2 separate regions of the Macaca mulatta genome follow, and region 2 is linked to region 1. A link is a contact called in public Hi-C data. All regions are on one chromosome and are shown on one strand. The core of a region is the stretch at or near the end of the contact, and the rest is flanking DNA. Distances in the headings are between cores, read along the strand shown.

Evidence for each region. A called contact is a pair of places that touch in the nucleus more often than the background predicts.
Region 2: a contact with region 1 is called in a Hi-C map of liver, with 2.9 times the contacts expected there. The contact joins the promoter of HERC3 here to the promoter of PYURF in region 1. A contact is called at or near these places in 4 of 14 Hi-C or Micro-C datasets (blood, fetal cortex germinal zone, fibroblasts and 1 more).

The regions. Positions count from the first base shown.
Region 1 is chr5:97,843,900-97,848,741 of T2T-MMU8v2.0, forward strand. It overlaps PYURF (PIGY upstream open reading frame), which reads right to left and starts at 2,170. Exons shown (of 2, transcript NM_001261568.1): 1 at 1,858-2,170; 2 at 1-386. The coding sequence starts at 2,060. The coding sequence ends at 245. PIGY (phosphatidylinositol glycan anchor biosynthesis class Y) reads right to left here and starts at 2,149. Exons shown (of 2, transcript NM_001265768.1): 1 at 1,858-2,149; 2 at 1-386. The coding sequence starts at 149.
Region 2 is chr5:97,903,773-97,908,614 of T2T-MMU8v2.0, forward strand. HERC3 (HECT and RLD domain containing E3 ubiquitin protein ligase 3) reads left to right here and starts at 2,480. Exons shown (of 26, transcript NM_001261366.1): 1 at 2,480-2,497. It overlaps LOC144329425 (a long non-coding RNA gene), which reads right to left and starts at 2,231. Exons shown (of 2, transcript XR_013417234.1): 1 at 2,060-2,231.

The sequences.
Region 1 (4,842 bases), core at 920-3,419:
GTAATAGGCAAGAGCAGGCTGTAAAAGCAAAGGCTGGCTGTGCTAGTGCAGCCCTGTGGGAAGTTTTCTTCCACAGAGGCTGAGTAGAACAGTCCTGTTAAAGAAACCAGTGGAATAAGAACAGTCAATGTAGGAAGAGACAGAAACATTCTTCTCTTCCACTTATTACCTGCCACTGTGTTTTAAAAGGTATATGGTACTAAGAAAAGTTGGCTGTTGCGTTTTATGTTTTTTTAATTATGAACTAGCGCTGCTCCACTTCTTCCTGCTTCTTACTTTGATGCGTCATCCTAGCTGCCTGTGGTATCATATTAGGAATCCCATCAATGATTGGATAAGCTATTCCCAACTCTTCATTAATCAATTCATTTGTTGATGCTTCATATCTGGGGTGGAAAAAAAAAAGAACAAAATGAGTTGTGGAAAAATAAAATAATTGAAGAGCCTGATTTTCAACAAATACCACCATTTATCCAATTCTTGGTATGGAGTTAATCCCAGAATAGTCTTCTTTAATTAAAAGCAACGATAGCCAATTCAACCTTTTATCTTAGAAAAATTCTCTTAGAATCTATAATTATTCCCATTTTAGTCAGTTTCTCTCATATTCTCTTTTTCACCTTATTCACAAGTTATTCCTTAATTTTTTTTTCATACTAGTCAGAAAAGATCCCCCTCTCTTATCCAAATATTCCTTCATTACTTTGGTCAACCCCCAAATCATCTCTGTTAATTTACTACTGGAATAAACACTAGAGAAAAATCAACTTCTTCGTTTTAGAATAAATGCTAAGTAGAAAAACTTAACTAATCCATTAGAAGGAAATCACTGGAAAAGGTGAGAGGGCAGAAATGAGGAAACTTTGGAAAGCAGTAAGTCTGCCGTGAGCTAGTTATAAACGCAAATCAAATAATTTCAAGGTTTGAGAAAACTGAATATGTTTATTATGGGAAAAAAGAAATATGAAAAATTGCTAGTAATCTACCACTCAAAGATAACCACTGACAACGTTTTGGTGTTTCGTTTATGCGATTTGTAATACTAGCGTTAGTGTTGTCAATATTCCATTTTTGGGAGCTTGGAAACTGTAGAGCTGTCTTCCCAAAAACTAGGTTAAAGAGGCTTCTAAGAAATCTGCTAGGCCACAACTAAGAGCCACCAGGCAGCATACACAGCTGAATTGCTTAAGATTGTCAGGCACCAGTTGTACAAGACACTTTCACAAGAATCTGGAGGGTAAAATACTTTTCATTATCTTGGCTTAAAAACCGGATGGCTTTGGACTTGTCCTGAATCGCAGTAATTCAAGAACCTGCTGGTACGTTAGAAATCATTTAGGGACCATTTAAGAACACAAATAAGCTGGGCGTGGGGGCGGCGCCTGTCTCCCGACTCCTGAGGAGGCTGAGGTGGGAGTTCTAGGCCAGTCTGGGCAACGTAGGGGGGCACCCTGTCTCTTAAAAGGAAAAAAAGAAAATACAAATGTTCAGGTCCCAACCCCCGAGCATTCCAAGTCTGCCCGTCTTGGGGGCTGCAGGGGAATCGGCATTTTTAAAACGGTCCCCGGGTGATTGCAAAGAGCAGCCGGTCGCGAAGCCTAAAACGCTTCGAGCCATTCCGGCAGGCTGGCTATGTGCTCTGGGAGATGTGGGACGCGGCTCCCCTGGCCTCCGGTCTCCCCCGTTCTGCCCGCCGCAGGGGGAGGTGCATGCACCGGCGGGGACAGAGTCCAGAATATGGCAGCGGAGAGTATTCACCGACCTACAAGTCCCCAGTGGCTGAGACAGGCCGCGGTCCACCACTCCCTTTCCGCCCACCGGGAGGCTGCGAAGGAAGGGCCAAGACCAGCGAGTCACCTGAGCGGCTTCTTGGAGAGCGGGCACACCAGGAACTCCAGCAGCGCCGGATCCAAGGCGCGGGGCGGCTCCTCCGTCTCGTTGCTCCGGTCGGCCAAAGGCCGCGAGCCCGACGCGTGCAGACACCTACAGGCGACCGCGGACCGCGCTGCGCTAGTTCCCCGCAGCGCTGAGGCGAGCCTGCCGCGTGCTCCGCTCAGCATGGTCTGGCAGCCGGAGACCAGGCCTCACTGCGCCTCCGCCAGCCGGGGCCGAGCTCCTCGCTCCGCGGTAGTACAAGCCAGCCGACCAGGCCCCGCCCCCTGGTGCTCTGGGAAACGCTGCCGGTGAGTAGGCGGGGCGGGCGCTTTGGTTCCGAGGGTGCTCCTGCTCCGACTGCTTTTCCCACGGACGTCATCTGCAGGCCGTAGGACAGCCCCAGGGCTGAGGCCTCTAGTGGGTGCCCCGCCGCCTTACCAGACTACAAACTAAATCAGTGTTTAAGTCGAGGTGTCTGGGCTTTCACCGGGGCCTGTGGCAGAGATGCTAGGAAGCCAGTGGCCAGATCTCAGAGTTGTAGGGAGTTAGGCTTGGACCTACGTGGTTACCTCCAAGTGAAGTTTCAAACACACTGTCATGTATTGTATTGAATGTATTGCCATGGATGTATTGAAAGCGTTCATTTGTTTCATGTACGTCTTTACTATACCATTAGTTTCTGTAATCTTGTTTGACTTCTTTCTGTCTCATTTAAAAAAGTGAGAACCTGGAAGGAATGGTCTAGGCCTCTGACCCTCCAAAATATATAAATTCTTCCTGCCTGAGACCCAGTCATTGTGAAGTATTTGCGTAATAAAGCACAACTAATTTACTTCTATCAATGAGCTTGGAGGCCGCAAAGGGCCTAAATAACTGTGTAACAGGCAGATGTCTGTTAGTCAAATGGGTGATCCATTCAGTGAATTTGTATCCCAGGTTTGCTTCCGACTCTCCGAGGAAGTGATGCATGTTAGATCTCTTTCTTACAGTGTAGTAGATGGGAACTTGGGCTCTGGGGCCTGACAGCTTGGTTTCCTGTCCACAGTTTAGTAGCCGGATTACTTCGGCAAGTGACTTAACTGCTCATTTTACTTATCTGTATAAGATTAATAATTGTACCTACCTTGTTCTGTCAAGGTAGGGGATAAATGTGATTGTGCATTCGAAGAACATTTAGAAAAGTGCCTGGCACAAATTAGTGCTCTATTAATGTTGTCTATTTTTATTTTTATGTCATCTAGTTTTTCCATGTCCGAAGACTCAAAGTTTCTTGTTAGTCATCCATTTTTTCCCTCCGTTCTGCTGAATATCAACCTGAACTTTTTTTTGCATCTCTGGGCATTATCATTTCACACTTTGAGTTCCTGGGGCTAGAAGGAAAGAATACGAAAATATGTTTATATTTTCAAATTTCTCTCCCACTCCAATGTAAAAATAAATTGAGAAATGTTTATGCGTTCATCCTAATTTTTTGTCTATTTGTTTTTTGGGCCATCCTGTTTTTTAAAAAAAAAAGTTAATTTTTTGATGTTCTTTGTTCACTAATGCTCAGGAGATTTTCTAAGGTTAATGTAGTTTGTAGGATACCAAAAAGGAAACACTTCTACTGGATAGATATTTAAGAGATAATGAAAGTCTCCGGTTGCCACACCTTCCTTCCCCCACAAAGAAATCTTTCATAGTCGGTTATTAGAGTCACTAAGGGACTAGAGTATAGGGCAGTTATCAGGACTTACCCCCCCAGTCACTAACGGACTAGAGAATAGGGCAGTTACCAGGACTTACCCTCAAGGGAAACTACTGTAAAGTTCCTATGTTACCTTCACACTATTTCCGACTAGGGCAGTAGCAGGAATTAATTTTCAGTTGAAGTCAGTTGATAATTTGGGCTCAAGGGAAGGGGTGAACTGTAGGAAAGATAAGTTTCTGCTTAAGGAGAAACAGCACTTGACTTCTGCCAGCACTGAGTGGGCCCAACCCTTGGCCCTTGTTGGGTAGGGGAAGGCACCCACGCTTAAGCCTCAGCTAGCTTGGCTGACATGCCTCTATCAACTGGGTTTTCTAACCAGTTATAAATAAATTAGTTTCAGTTTGCCTGCACATAGAGCGTTTGAGGCAATTCCGTTTACTTTATTTAGGGGAAGAATAGAGAGTAACAGCAAAGTATTGAAAACATCCTCAAATTTATAACACCAGAAATCAACAACCAATATTTAAGGAACATCTGAATGTATGACTGTCACCATGTGCGTATTAAGTTGCAACATATCAAAGCAAAATGTCCCTAAATAGCCCTTAGTAACACGATTCATTTCTGCCCGTAGTATACTAAGCTAAATGTAGATGATAGTATAGGATCATGGGACTGGAACTGGGCTTTTAAAAGTTAGTCCCTTTTCACTGTTCACATGGCTATGACCTTTCCTGTCACATAGGCCTGTGCACAATAACCTGATGGGTTCTGAGCTCAGATACAGTATACCTGTGTGACCTTGGAGAAGCTACTTAAGTTCCCCCCTCAACCTTCTCATTTGTGAAATACAATAATAATAGTATGTAACTTATGGTGTTTGAACAGACTAAATAAAACAATTCAAGTAAAACAGTACAGGGGCTAACACATCTAAAGAACGTTGTTAGCAATAAAATTATTTATTATGGTGAAACTAGTAAACATTCTGATGAAAAGGGAAAGCACAAGGTACTTCTGGGACACTCTTTTTAACTGAAATGGAATTTTTCTAATTTCCAATATGGATACTATTGAAACACAATTATTGGATTATCACACACATGAAGTTAGAAATCTCTAGGCAGAAGAGGGGCTGGACTATGTATTTTAACAAAGCCCATCAATTCCAAATTTGGGGGGATTGAAATTTATGAACCTGTAATCCAAAGAAATGAGTCAAAGTAAATTTTCCACTAGATGGCATCATTTACTATTTGAATTAACATTTACCTCTG
Region 2 (4,842 bases), core at 1,230-3,729, 60 kb after region 1:
AAATTGCCATTATACGTTGGCCCAGTGAAAAAAAAATAAATTGAAGTACTGCGGTATCTTTAATGTTCTGTGTAAGTTCTATGTAAGTTCCCAGGGTTTGGCTATTTATTTGGTAAAAGCAGCTTACAGTATCCTAACTTGTTATTTATACATCGCTCCTACCCCATGGTCTAGGCTTGAGTCCTTGATAACCATCCTTTTCCTCAAGATGAAATTTCATATGAAACACACTTGAGCTGGCCGGAGCGGTGGCACACGCCTGTAATCCCAGCACTTTGGGAGGCCGAGGTGGGAGGATCATTTGAGGTCAGGAGTAAACCGGCCTGGCCAACATGGTGAATTCCTGCCTCTATTAAAAATACAAAAATGAGCTGAGTGTGGTGGTGGGTGCCCGTAATCCCAGCTACTCGGGAGGCTGAGGCGGGGGAATTGCTTAAGCCCAAAAGGTGGATGTTGCAGTGAGCAGAGATCGCGCCATTGCACTCCATCCCAGAAGACAGTGCGAGACTCCGTATCAAAAAAAAAAAAAAAAAAAGAAAAGAAAAAGAAAAACACTTGAGCCACAGGCCAGACATACCAACCCAAACACTGATTGATTACAAACCTCATATGTGACACATAACAATAGGATCTCTCACTTTCTCCTTTGCAAGTACCGGACTCCTTCCTCTTCCTACCAGACTCCTCTTTGGGCGTTTCACCAGTTTTTTGCCAACAGCATCTCTAAATTGGGATTGCATCTTTGTAATAGACTAAACTTTTGTGAAACTGCCATGTATCTGGAATATAGGTGAATTGTGTTACTCTTGTCCCCAGTGTTTCTTTTTTCTTTTTGTGACAAGGTTTCACTCTGTCGCCCAGGTTGGAGTAAGTACAGTAGCTCAATTTCAGTTTACTGCAACCTCTGCCTTCCAGGTTCCAGCGATTCTCCTGCCTCAGCCTCCCGAGTAGCTGGGACTACAGGCGCACACCACCATGCTCGGCTAATTTTGGTATTTTTTTTTGTAGAGACAAGGTTTCACCATGTTGGCCAGGCTGGTCTCGAACTCCTGACCTCAAGTGATCCACCCACTTTGGCCTCCCAAAGCGCTGAGATTACAGGCATGAGCCACCATGCCTGGCCATTCCCAGTGTTTCTAAAGGTGTCCAGTGTGATCCAAATTTCAAAGGTTTGTATTTTTTCTTAGATGATGTGATAACTTAGATTCTGCTTTTTTAGCTTTCTTGTCTCAGTGTACTGGACAATTTCCATTATTTCACAGAGGGCTCAACACTGTCAGTCAGCCAACAACGTCTCATCCCCAGGATATACCACTCCTTGAAACTTTCTTTTCTACTTGGTCTGTTAGGTTCTCAGGACAAGGGATTGCAGACCTGAGGTGATTTGAATGTCCTTAGAAATAATCTGTCCTCAAAAGGCCTTCCTGGTTCAAATGCCAGGTTATGGAAATTCTTCCACTAGGAGAGTCTATTCCTTTGGATTCAAGCGGTACTGTGCCAGTGTTCTGCATTTCACATTTAAAGGGGGCAGACACATGAAGTCAGCTTTCTGAGGTTTTCTGCAAAAGATTAGCTGTGGATCAGATCAGGACTAGGGCAAGTATAAAAACACTAGTGACCTTGAGGAGGAGGAAGCTCTGGGATTCGGCGCGCTAGGGAAAAGTGGAAGAGGACAAACTTTAAAAAAATCCGTTACTGGGTATCGGTGTCTTTCAGACTACAAGATTTTAAGAACTGGTGCTCAGAGACTCTTCTTGCTATGCTCCCCCCGCGTCCACCCTCCAGCCTCCCCCAAGCCCGCCTTTCTTCCGCAGCCCCGCGCCGGTCTTCGATCCCCACCTCTTCAGAAGGGCGCCGGCGGCTGCCGCGGACCTCCTTCCCCGCCTCTCCCACCGCGCAGCGCCGCCGGCCGGCGCCGCGCTTCCTACAGTCCTACGAAGGGGAGTAAAGCAGAAGACTAGCGCACTCTCCCTCAATTGTCACCCTCTAGCTTTCTTCCCCCCACTGCCCAAGGCTTTCGGTCACCTCTGCATAAATAATAAAAACCAGAGCCCAGAACCTGAAAAGGCAACCGCTGATCGGTCCCGTTCGCTTCCCCGCCAGTGAAAAGCAATCTTTTTCAGCGCCAACGCTCTATGTCATGCAGTCCGATCTCGGCTGACACACCCGTGCCGCTGTCCCCGCGCCGGGCCCTAGAGTCCTGTCACCTCGGGCCGCCTGCGCCTGGTTCTGGGGCCTGGGCCTCTCCCCTCCTCCCGCCCTCGGACCTCGCCGCCCCGCCTCCAGCCCGCACCACGGCGGCCGCCATTGGTGCGGGTCCTCCCCAGAGCGGCGCCCATTGGCCTGGTGCGAAGTCATTCACCTAGCGCATTCCGCCGCCCGCAGGCTTGCGGGGAAACTTCCTTATTATTGTGACGCCGAAAACGGAGAAACCCCGAGCCGGGCGAGAGGCGCTGTGACAGTCGGAGTCCCAAGCTGCGGTTCGGCTGCTGCCGAGGTGCGCAGGGCGGGGGCCGGGGTTCCAGGGAGGAGGGTACGGCGGAGCTGCCGTCGCCCGGGGCCGCGTTCCGCCTGGCACTGCCGTCAGCGCGCGGCTCCCAGAGGGGCGGCTGCAGCTCCTCCCGTGGCTCCGGCGGCAGCGGCTGCAGGCACTTCCAGCGATGACCTGGGGCTGGGGAGCGGGGAGGTTGGGGCACGGCGCCCTTAGGACCCTGCGTGCGCCTCCCTGGCGTTCTAGTGGGCTCGCCCTCCCGCCAGAGAGCCCCGCGCCGGGAAAGGCGAGACAAGCCTTCAAAATGGGAGCGCCTCCCGCCCTCGCTCGGCAGCCCTGCCGCCCTGCCGCCCTGCCGCCCGGGAGGAATTGCGACGCAGAAAGTCAAAAGGAGGATAGTCTCCATGCTTGACCCCTGCCCTTATTTAAATTCTGGGGTTCCAGGGACCTCCGTGCAGTGAGGAGCGCGGACGCTTTCAATTGAAATGGGAGCTGGCGAGGCCCTGGCATTTTGGGGAACCTCGGCGGCCGCGAGGAGTTTGCGCTGAGGACGCGGTGCACGGCGTCCGCGATGACAGCGCCGGCGGGGCTGCGGGGCCCGGCACCACCCACTTCGCGGAGGCCGGGCCGGCTCGCCTCTCCGGGGTCCGCCTCCTGGGCGGGGCCGGAGGCGAGGGTGTGTGCGGACACGTGGGTACGGGTGTGTGTGTGTGCGCCGACACGTCGGTGCGAACCGGCGCGGGGGTGTCAGGAGCTGGGACGGCCGGGGGCAGGTGAGACTTGAGTCATTTGTGAATGTGTGGAGTGGGCAAACCAGGACAACCAGACCGAGAGGAGCATGTGTAACCTGAAACAGGTGAGCCTGTAGAGTCAGTGTCTAATGCGACTGTGCACGGAATATGTGTATGCAGCGTGAACTCCAGGGAATAAGTATTAGAACTTTGCTGTTGGTCTGTCACTGTTTCTGGCTGCTTTCTGATTGCATTTTACATTAGCTTTCAAATCAGCCCCATTAGGAAGTACCTTAAATTCAGAGAAAAGCCTTCCAGGATTTTGCTTGCATTCATCACGCACAGAATGCTTTGGGAAAGACGATTCAAGAGCTCTCTTCCATTTTTATGTGTCTTCTGGCGCTTTCCACAAATAGGAAGCTATTTCTAGAACCTTTTATTTGATGATTTGATAAGATCAAGTGAGCTGATTTTTCAACTCCAGACTTGAGAGAAATAAAAAAATAAAATGAGTTTTAAATGCAGTGATAGAGAGGGTATCATGTTTTAGTCGGCAGAGTACTGTGAAGCTCTCTCCTTTTGTACTTTCCTTTACCCTGGGAGAGGAGGGAGTAGCCTTATAAATCAGAAAAGCAAAGTACATTGCATATTCCAAAGCAAAATAGTTGAATTACATATTCTACATCATGGTTGTACCCCCTTCAAGGTTAGGAACTTTCTGTAAAAAGTATAATGCAGGAAACAAGGAGGACAGGTTAGAAACCTCTTTGACAGAGCTTCTTTGGCATGAAAAACAAAATTAGCACATTAGCACTAGCATCCAGTTCTATTTGTTCAGTCAGTAGCTGGAGTTTACTTTTTGAAAAAAAAAACAGGGATTTCAGAATGTTCCATATTGTGTGGTTGAAGCCATTCGTTATAGCATTTCATTCTGAGGACCAAATTTAAATTTATTAAGATTTTCATGACCAATTAAAAACTTTTTTTATACTTAATGAGAGTAGTAGTACCCCTACTGGAGACACAAGATAGTTATGCTTCAGTTTTATAAATAAAAGTAATATTCTCCAGATTGAATGGGATTTTCTGCATAGAGAGGTAGAAATAAAGTTACGACAATATCTTTTTTTTTTTTTTCAAGATGGGAGGCTCGCTCTGTTGCACAGGCTGGAGTGCAGTGGTGCGATCTCGACTCACTGCAACCTCCACCTCCCAGGCTCAAGCGAACCCGCCCCCACCTTAGCCTCCCAAGCAGCTGGGACCACAGGCGTGCACCACCACGCTCAGCTAATTTTTTGTAGTTTTTGATTTCGCCAAAAGACGAAACATTTTGCCATGTTGCCCAGGCCAATCTCCAACTCCTAGACTCAGGCTCTCCACCCACCTGGGCCTCCTAAAGTGCTTGACAAAAATATTTTAAAATCATGCAGGACTTTTTCTTTTGAGACACTTTAGGTACCTCTCTGAGATGATCTCTTCTCATTTTGCATGATGGAGGATGTGGTAATGAAAGGGAAAGACCGGGTGCAGTGGCTGGCGGGGCGCAGTGGCTCACCCCTGTAATCCCAGCACTTTGGGAGGCTTGAGACGGGTGGATCACTTGAGGTCAGGAGTTGGAGA